2 separate regions of the Mus musculus genome follow, and region 2 is linked to region 1. Evidence: chromatin contacts called from public promoter capture Hi-C data. All regions are on one chromosome and are shown on one strand. Each heading gives the region's core, a stretch centred on a gene start, on an enhancer-like site or on the middle of the called end of the contact. The rest is flanking DNA. Distances are from core to core; before and after follow the strand shown.

Region 1 (4,182 bases), core at 598-3,097:
TAGATCTGAGAATCAGAGACATGTAATGATGGAGGTAGCTTCCTGTCAGACACTGGCCACTACGACAGTAAATGGGACACATAGCTTCAGCTATATGCCTGTCAGTGGTAGCCCTAGCTGCAACGGCCACCTCAATTCAGCAGCCAGTTTTATGGGAAAAGAAAAATGTATGTATGTGCTGTGTGTCCATCCGTGTTGTCCTATGTGCCTCACCCCATGCAGCCTTGTGGAGTCTGAGGATAACCCTCACAGACTTCAGCCTCAAGCACTGCACAAAACTGCTCTCTCAAAATCAGTGGTTAGGGGCCGGATGTGGTGGCGCACAACTTTAATCCAGCAGAGGCAGGTGGATTTCTGAGTTCGAGGCCAGCCTGGTCTACAAAGTGAGTTCCAGGACAGGCAGGACTATACAGAGAAACCCCTGTCTCAAAAAAAAAAAAAACAAAACAAAACAAACAAACAAAAAAATCAGTGGTTAGGAACCCTGGCTATGTGCCAAAATCACAGGTGAAAACCTGGAACTATGTACCTGCCCACCCCAAGTGTCTGATTCAGATTGGGATGTGGCCCAGATGTGGGTAGATGTGGGTAGTTCTTTTCTTCCTTTCTTCCATTCTTTCTCCTCCTCCTCCTCCTCCTTCTCCTCCTCCCCCTCCCCCTCCCCCTCCTCCTCCTTCTCCTTTTAAGATTTATTATATATATATATGAGTACACCATTGCTCTCTTCAGATACACCAGAAGAGGGCATCAGATCCCATTACAGATGGTTGTGAGCCACCATGTGGTTGCTGGGAATTGAACTAAGGACCTTGGGGAGAGCAGTTCAGTGCTCTTACCCACTGAGCTGTCTCTCCAGCCCCATGGGTAGTTCTTCAAGGTCCACAGAGGTGCTGGTACATGATCAGGGCACATCGGGTCCATGCACTGGGTACCCTTCCCCACTCTCAGCATCTGTTTTTGCACGTATTGGTTGGCAAATACCAAGTTGTCATCATTAGCCCAACTGCCTTCACTTTACTCCCGGCTACAAATTTAGCTGCTTCTGGGGCATTTCTAGCAGGAGAGTCCACAGACCCTTCTAATTCAGCATGTCCAACACTGGTTTCACATGTCCCCCTCCCCCAACCGCCAACCCCACATCTGACCCTCTCCTAGGGAAAGCCAGTTCCTAGAATTTTACCACCTCACTTTGTCCAATCAGGCAAAAAGGAATGTAGGGGATTGGGTCCTGGAACCCCCAACTCCCCACAACCCTGCTCAGGGTTTATCTTATTGTCCCCAGCAGCCTGCATCCCTCTTCTGTCTTGCTTGTCTCAAAACCACACTCTCTCCAGTGCAGGCATTCAACGAAAATGACCACACTCAGACTAGGTCAGTAGTTTCCAGCATCTTCGTGATGAACTCCAGACTAGTTGGTAGAACAATTCTGATCATGGCCATCAACCAACCTCCAGACACCTGCCAAATTGCCTCATCGCATCTCAGACTCCAGTTCAATACTCTGAGGTCCTCTGATTCTTCATCCCTGGTCGCACCCACCCCCCACCCCCAACACACACACAATCATTCACTGCCTTCACTGGATGTGCGCGAGTCCCTCTGAGGCCCCGACCCTAAAACTGAGCAAACAGGGTATCCTTGGACCGTGGGAGCCCAACGCAGAGCCCTGTCGCTCCGAGGCAGCTGAACCTTCTGAGGGTCCCGGAGTCACCACTTGAGGATACAGAGTAGCTAGCCAGAACCCCCATGTCTGCGCAGCCCAAGTTGGAACTCTCCTTCAGGCTGCCCCTCCTTCGCCGCCCTCCCTCGCGCTCTCCCGCCCTCGGCCAGGCCTCCCAGTTCCCTACTTTGCTTGACTACCAACTTCGAATTCCCAGTTTCAGCGTCTCGCTGCAGCCCGCGATCTCTACTCTGCCTCCTGGGGTCTTCTCCAAATGTCTAGCCCCCACCTAGAGGGACCTAGCCTAGCCAGCGGGGACCGGATCCGGAGGGTGGAGCGGCCAGGTGAGCCCTGAAAGGTGGGGCGGGGCGGGGGCGCTCTGGGCCCCACCCCGGGATCTGGTGACGCCGGGGCTGGAATTTGACACCGGACGGCGGCGGGCAGGAGGCTGCTGAGGGATGGAGTTGGGCTCGGCCCCCAGATGCGGCCCGCGGGCTCTGCCAGCAACAAGTCCCTCGGGCCCCAGCCCTCGCTGCGACTGGGGCTTGGAGCCCTGCACCCAAGGTAAGCCAGCCTTCTTGCCCATCCCCTTGATGGACGCTCAAAGGGCAGGAGAAAGGGCAGAAAGGTCTTCCTCCCCACTTTTCTCTCAGCCTCTCTCTTCTGGGCCCTCAGCGCAGCTCTTTGCCCCTCCCAGCCCCTCCAGTTCTTGTCGCTAGCTTCTTGGACTGTGTTAACCCTCCTGGCTGGCTGTAATGTGAGGCTCCCGCTGCCGCCACAGGGCACAGACCGGCTGCCAAGGCCCCACTTTTAACTAAAAGAGGCGCTGCCAGGTGCACAACTCTGGGCATGATCCACTTGAGCTTCGGGGGAAAGCCCAGCACTGGTCCCAGGAGAGGCGCCTAGAAGGACACGGACCAGGACCCCTTTGGTGAGTATAGGGCTGGTGGATAGGGGTGGCAAGGGCTGGAGGACCAAATATCCCAAATGGTAAGAAAGGAGAAATTGGTCAGAGCTGTCCTCGAGGGACTTGCTCCTAGGCTCCCCCTAGCGCAGATATCCCAGGGCTGCCTTGTCTGACTTTCCCTCCATCTGAGAGAATAGTAGCCAGTCTGGTCTCTAGGGATTTTAATCTAGTTAGCCAACGGGCACACGCCTAGCTCTGGAGGAACTAGATAAAGGCCTGGGAGGTGTGTGTCTTATCCTGGAGTCATCATATGTCGCTCCCCCTCTCCATGTATTCTGTGTGCCAGCAAAAGGATGGAGGGTTACATCTGGGACCCAAGAAGAGACTAACTAATGAGAATTCTTAAAAGTTCTAGGGGTCCAAGAGCAGTGGTTCACAAAGACTGGAGGTGCGGGCTGGGGTCAGGAAGGATGGTTTATGGGGGAAACTCCTAGGAGCAAGGCTAGGGGGCCAGATCCACAGGAGGCAGATGGTCCAGGCTTGGGCCGGATCTCGGAGTGGTTCAGCCCTCTGAGACCAGGTTGGTGTGAAGGACTAGCTGGTCCTTCTGGCAATGGCTCAGACCTAAATGTGCAGAGCGTGTGCAAAAGCCCCCTCCCCTTAAATCCGCAGGCTTGACAAGCTCTGCCCCCTGGTGGCCACAGGAAGCCATGGTCCAGGCCCTGTGTTTTCAGAAGGACCATCGCTTCCCCAGATAATAGGCAAGCTCTTGGGAGACATCTGTGGGCATAAGAGAGAATTCAGGTGACACTGGGTCCAGAAAGAAGATTGCAAGTCATCAGATAATCCAAGTGACCAACTGACACTCAAATTCTTCAGGGCTCTGCTTCCTCCCCCAAGGTATGGAGTGAACGCTGAGCATGGAGTGGAAGGAACTCAAGTTACTACTTTCTCCAACCACCCTGGTACCTTCAGCCCTGAAGTACAGAGCAGAAGGGTCTTAGAAGACAGGACCACAGCTGTGTGAGTCTCCCCCCTGAGGCCTTAGACGATCTCTGAGCTCAGCTGAGCTTTGTTTGCCCATCTGGAGAAGTGAGCCATTGATTGACCTTGTGGCATCGCGAAGGAACAGGTCCTGCCAAGCACCTAACACAGAGAGCAAGGTTCTCCATCGCAGCTACCGCTGCTGAGTTGACTCTAGCTACTCCAACCTCCTGGGTCGCTTCGAGAGACTGGAGTGGAAGGAGGAATACCCCAAAGGATAACTAACTCATCTTTCAGTTTGCAAGCTGCCGCAGGAAGAGGGTGGGGAAACGGGTCCACGAAGGCTTCTGATGGGAGCTTCTGGAGCCGAAAGCTATGGAACTGGGACTTGCAGAGCCTACTGCATTGTCCCACTGCCTCCGGCCTAGGTGGCAGGTGAGTCGCTGGCTTTCCTTGGAAAAAAAGAGAGTAGGACATAGCTTAGGGCCGCAGGGATCAGATATGAAAGGGGAAATGCCAAGAGGGAGGGGCCGTAATTGGAGGAAAGGAACGGGATTTCTCCTGATGGTCCGTGCCCTCAGGTAATTCCTCCCCTGGGCTCCTGGGAGCAGCAAATGCCTATTAAATCTAA
Region 2 (4,182 bases), core at 727-3,226, 9.1 Mb before region 1:
CTCTAGATTCCTGCAAATATCAGAAATACTTTTAACAACTTCCAAACTGGCTAGTGCTCAATTTTTTAATAACCCTTCCCACTTCTACCGCTTAAGAGCTTTCTTCAAGCCTCCTCCCAACACCCCGAGGGCTAAAGGTCTGTCTTTGAGGTCCTGCCCCAATGCACACTATTCTGATTTCTATTGATGAAAAAAACTTAAAGGCTCGTTAATTCTTCCCATTTAAAAGCATGCCTAAAAACTTTCACAAAAGGGAAAAAAATTACACTCACAAGCTTAATGAACCCGAACCCTTTGCCTTTGTTGATAAAAACTTCTCCGGGTTCTCCGTATTTAGCAAACAGTCTTTTGAATTCATCCTCTGTGATATCAGCAGGTAGATTCCCCACAAACAACCGACAGCGCTGTGTGTAAGTTTTTTCTCCAGGCCTCCGCAAGAGAGACAAGTTGGCTTTAAATCCCTAATAAAGAAATCGGACGGAATTCATACACCAAAGCAGGAAAAGTCTAGTGGTCCCAAAGTAGGCCATCGTGCATTCGTTAACGATCTCCCTTTTTTCCCATGAGGGCTAGCAGGTTGAACCATATTTGGGGATCCAACAGGATCACTAACTCTAATCCATATGAAGCAGAGTATACAAAATGCTTTGAAACACATCGCCTCTTTATCAGCAAACGCCAATCAATACACCTCTGACGTCAACAAATAGCTCTAAATGCAGACTAGGAAGACAGCACCAAGTTGCCCTGTTTTCTCCCAAACAGAGGCCTCCGACGTGCACTAGTTGGGTCCCAAGGGACCGGACCGCTAGCCTCTAGCGGATTACCGCCAAGACGTGAGGATGCCCTCCCGCTGGAAGCCAATCCCTAGCGGCCTCCACAGCCCGCCGCGCGTCCGCCCCGCCTGCGCAAGCATGCGCAGGAGCGCTTCCGGCAGGGGACAAAATGGAGGCCCTCTAGGCTGCGGGCGGGGGGGAAGAGGAAAAAAAAACGCCGAGGGTAGGCAGGCGCCGCCATCTTAGGGAAACGGACGGCTTTGCTCGAGAACCCGCTCACCTCCGAGTCGGAGATCTTCTCCTCCGTGCGCGGTCCCGGTCCGCCGGGAGGGGGCCCCTGGTGGTGCTGCTGGTGGTAGGGCGCATGATGCTGCCGGCCCCCACGGGGCTCGCCGCCACCTCGGTGTGGTGGCTTCGGGTGGCCACCAGGAGCGCCCATGCCCGGGCCACCTCCAGGCTTAGGCCCACCGGGCATCTTGCCGCCTTTTGGACCGCCAGGGCCTGGCCCCGGCTTAGGCCCCGGCCCGGCGCCCCCGGCGGGCGGTGGCGGAGGGCCGCCGGTCTGTGGAGGGGTGGTCGAGACTCCGCTGCTCGGCGTCGATGGGGGAGGCGGTCCGGGGGCGGTGGAGGGGACGGCGGGCGGCGGAGTCGGGGTTGGACCAGGGCCCGGAGGGGCGCCGGTGGTCGGGGGGTTGGCGGGCGGAGCCGAGACCGCCGGCGGAGGCGCACTGCTCACCCCCGGCGCCGAGCCGGGGCCTTGGGGGACGACGGGCTTGGATTCCTGCGGCGGAGGCGGGGGCTGTTGATGGGGCGGCTGGTGCGGCGGCGGCTGCTGGTGCGGCGGCGGCTGCTGCGGCGGAGGCTGCTGCGGCGGCGGCTGCTGCTGCTGCTGGTGAGGAGGTGGAGGCGGGAGCGGCGGCTTCGGGCCGCCAGGGCCCGGGCCCATGGGGCCGCGGTTCTGGTTGAGGCCCATGCCCGGCGGCGGAGAGCGGAAGTCGTGAAGGCCGCCGCGGCCGCCACCTCCTCCACGCCGGTGAAAGCCTCCACCGCCGCCACCGCGACTCCGGAACCGATCCCGAGACATAGCTGTAGTCAAGGGGCGGTCGAGGCAGAAGCGGAGAAGTCGCTCAGGGAACGTGGTTGCCACCTTGCTGAGCACAAAATGGCGGACGACACAAGCTGCGCGCCGCCTTTGTCCTCTTCTTAAATAGGACAGTTCGGCCTGGCCCGCCTTCCCTAGATTGACAGCTCGGACAGCCAATAGCAAGTACAGTACTTGATGATGAAACCTAAGTTTTTCCAATTGGCTCCCTAGTGAGAGGCGGGAGGTAGGGAGGGCTGGGATTTCCATTTGACCAATAAACGGATAAGAAAGTGTCTATACGCCTTTGTGATTTGTTGGAAGAAATTTGAATGGGCATGCCCTGCAACTTTCGCGTGAAATTAAATATCCAGGGCCCTATCAGCTCCTGATAGCGCTGAAAGGCTATTTTCTTTCCTCTTATGAGTAGTCCGCTATTCTTGGCTAACATCTTCGCTGGGTTCAAGGTTATAAATTGAACTTGTGCTGTCTCTTATTCCTACGCCAATGAAGTTAGAGTCAATTTCACAGAGTTTAATCTCAACGGTTTTACTTTTATTGAAACCCTATCAAAGGCTAGCAGATTGGCAAACACGTGAGCCCAAAATTTGGGAGGAGGAGGCACTAGTAATCAGGACTGCAAGTTTATCTTTACATTATCAATTACATTGAGTTCAAAACCAGCTTGGGCTACATGAAACGTAATAAAATAAAAATAATAAAATAAAATAGAAGCCCCGGTTGTTTTGGCATATGCCTTTAATCCTAGCACTCTGGAAGCAGAAAGGACTCCAAGTTCAAAGCCAGCCTGGGCTGCATAGTAAATTCCAGGACAGCCAGGACTGCACAAAGAAACCCTGCCTCCAAAAAAATTAATGAATAAATAAAAGTAAAGATTTAAGAAAAAGGAAGCCGGGTGTGAGTTCCAGGACAGCCAGGGCTATACAGAGAAACCCTGTCTTGAAAAACCAAAAAAAAAAAAAAAAAAAAAAAAAAAAGGGAAAAAAAAAAACATTATTTCATAGCAACACGTTTGTTGTAATACTATAAAATTTGCCATTAGGTTTGAGTGAATGCAGTCTTTGTCCAAGAGGGAAAAGTATGGAGAGAGCTGAGGACACAGCCTTTGGGGTTCTGGCTTGTGTGACATGCAGAAGACTCACTTTATTCTCCAGCAGAAGGGTAAATGAGGTAGATGTGACTCCATGTGTGTGTACAGTAACAATTTACAAGCACAAATCATGGGAGAGGAAATTGTTTTTGATTTTGTTCAAGACGGGGTTACTCTGCATAGCCCTGGCTGTCCTAGAACTACTTCTGTAGACCAGACTGGCCTCAAACTCAGCCCTCCACCTGCCTCTGCCTCCCAGGTGCTGGGACTAAAAGCATGCATCCACCAGGTCAGCCGAGATTTCCTTTTTATTCCCTCCCTTTAAAGCTTCATGAACATTGGGTTTTAACCGGGATGGGGCTGGTGCATGCCTTTGATCCCATCAGGCATGTGGTAGAAGCAGTCATATCTCTTGAGTTCTAGGCCAGCCTGGTCTACACAGTGAGTTTCAGGCCAGCAAGAAAGATACATAGTGAAACACTGTTGAAAAAAAAAAATGTTTATGCATGGCTGAGGCCATAACTCAGTCATAAAGGGCTTGAGGCCCTAGATTCAACTCTCAGCCCACAACACTAATGTTTTGTTGTTGTTTTCTTTTGTTTTATGATATTTAGGTATCAATAAGTACTGGTATGAAAACAAGCAGCTGGCAGCATCTCTTTTCCTTCAGATTTCCCAACCCCAATAGTGTTGAGCCAGGAGGATGGTTGGTTCATCACATACAGGTCCGGCTACCAGCTTGACAGTTTGAGTTCAGTCACTCAGACCCACAAGGTGAAAGGAGAGAACCAACTCCTGAAAACTAAGTTGACCTTGGGGTCCACACATGTCCACAGATGCATGTGCCCACAAACTACAACCCCCATTCTTCCCTCAGACCTTGAAAACCAAGGGAGGCAACTGTCTACCATGCAGACACAACCCTTCACCCGCAGCTTCCTGATACCTATACCCTTTAATGCCCCTCCTAGTTATTGTGTCTCCTTATTTTTATTTTTATCTCTGTATAACCCTGGCTGTGCTGGAGCTCACTATGTAGAACAAGCTGCCCTTGAACTCACAGAGATCTACCTGCCTCTGCCTCCTAAGTGCTGAAATGAAAGGTGTAAGCTACACACTTAGCTTTGAAGTCTTGGTTTTGTTTTGTTTTGTTTTGTTTTGTTTTTTAAATAAAGATTTATTTATTTATTTTATGTGAGTACACTGTTGCTGTC

The links. Promoter capture Hi-C pulls out the DNA fragments that hold promoters and counts their contacts.
Region 2: a promoter capture Hi-C map of frontonasal cranial neural crest shows a contact between it and region 1. The contact joins the promoter of Sfpq here to the promoter of Artn in region 1.

The regions. Positions count from the first base shown.
Region 1 is chr4:117,927,428-117,931,609 of GRCm38.p6, reverse strand. Artn (artemin) reads left to right here and starts at 1,847. Exons shown (of 5, transcript NM_009711.4): 1 at 1,847-2,224; 2 at 2,358-2,591; 3 at 3,468-3,986. The coding sequence starts at 3,927.
Region 2 is chr4:127,019,095-127,023,276 of GRCm38.p6, reverse strand. Sfpq (splicing factor proline/glutamine rich (polypyrimidine tract binding protein associated)) reads right to left here and starts at 1,976. Exons shown (of 10, transcript NM_023603.3): 1 at 1,057-1,976; 2 at 273-461; 3 at 1-10. The coding sequence starts at 1,860.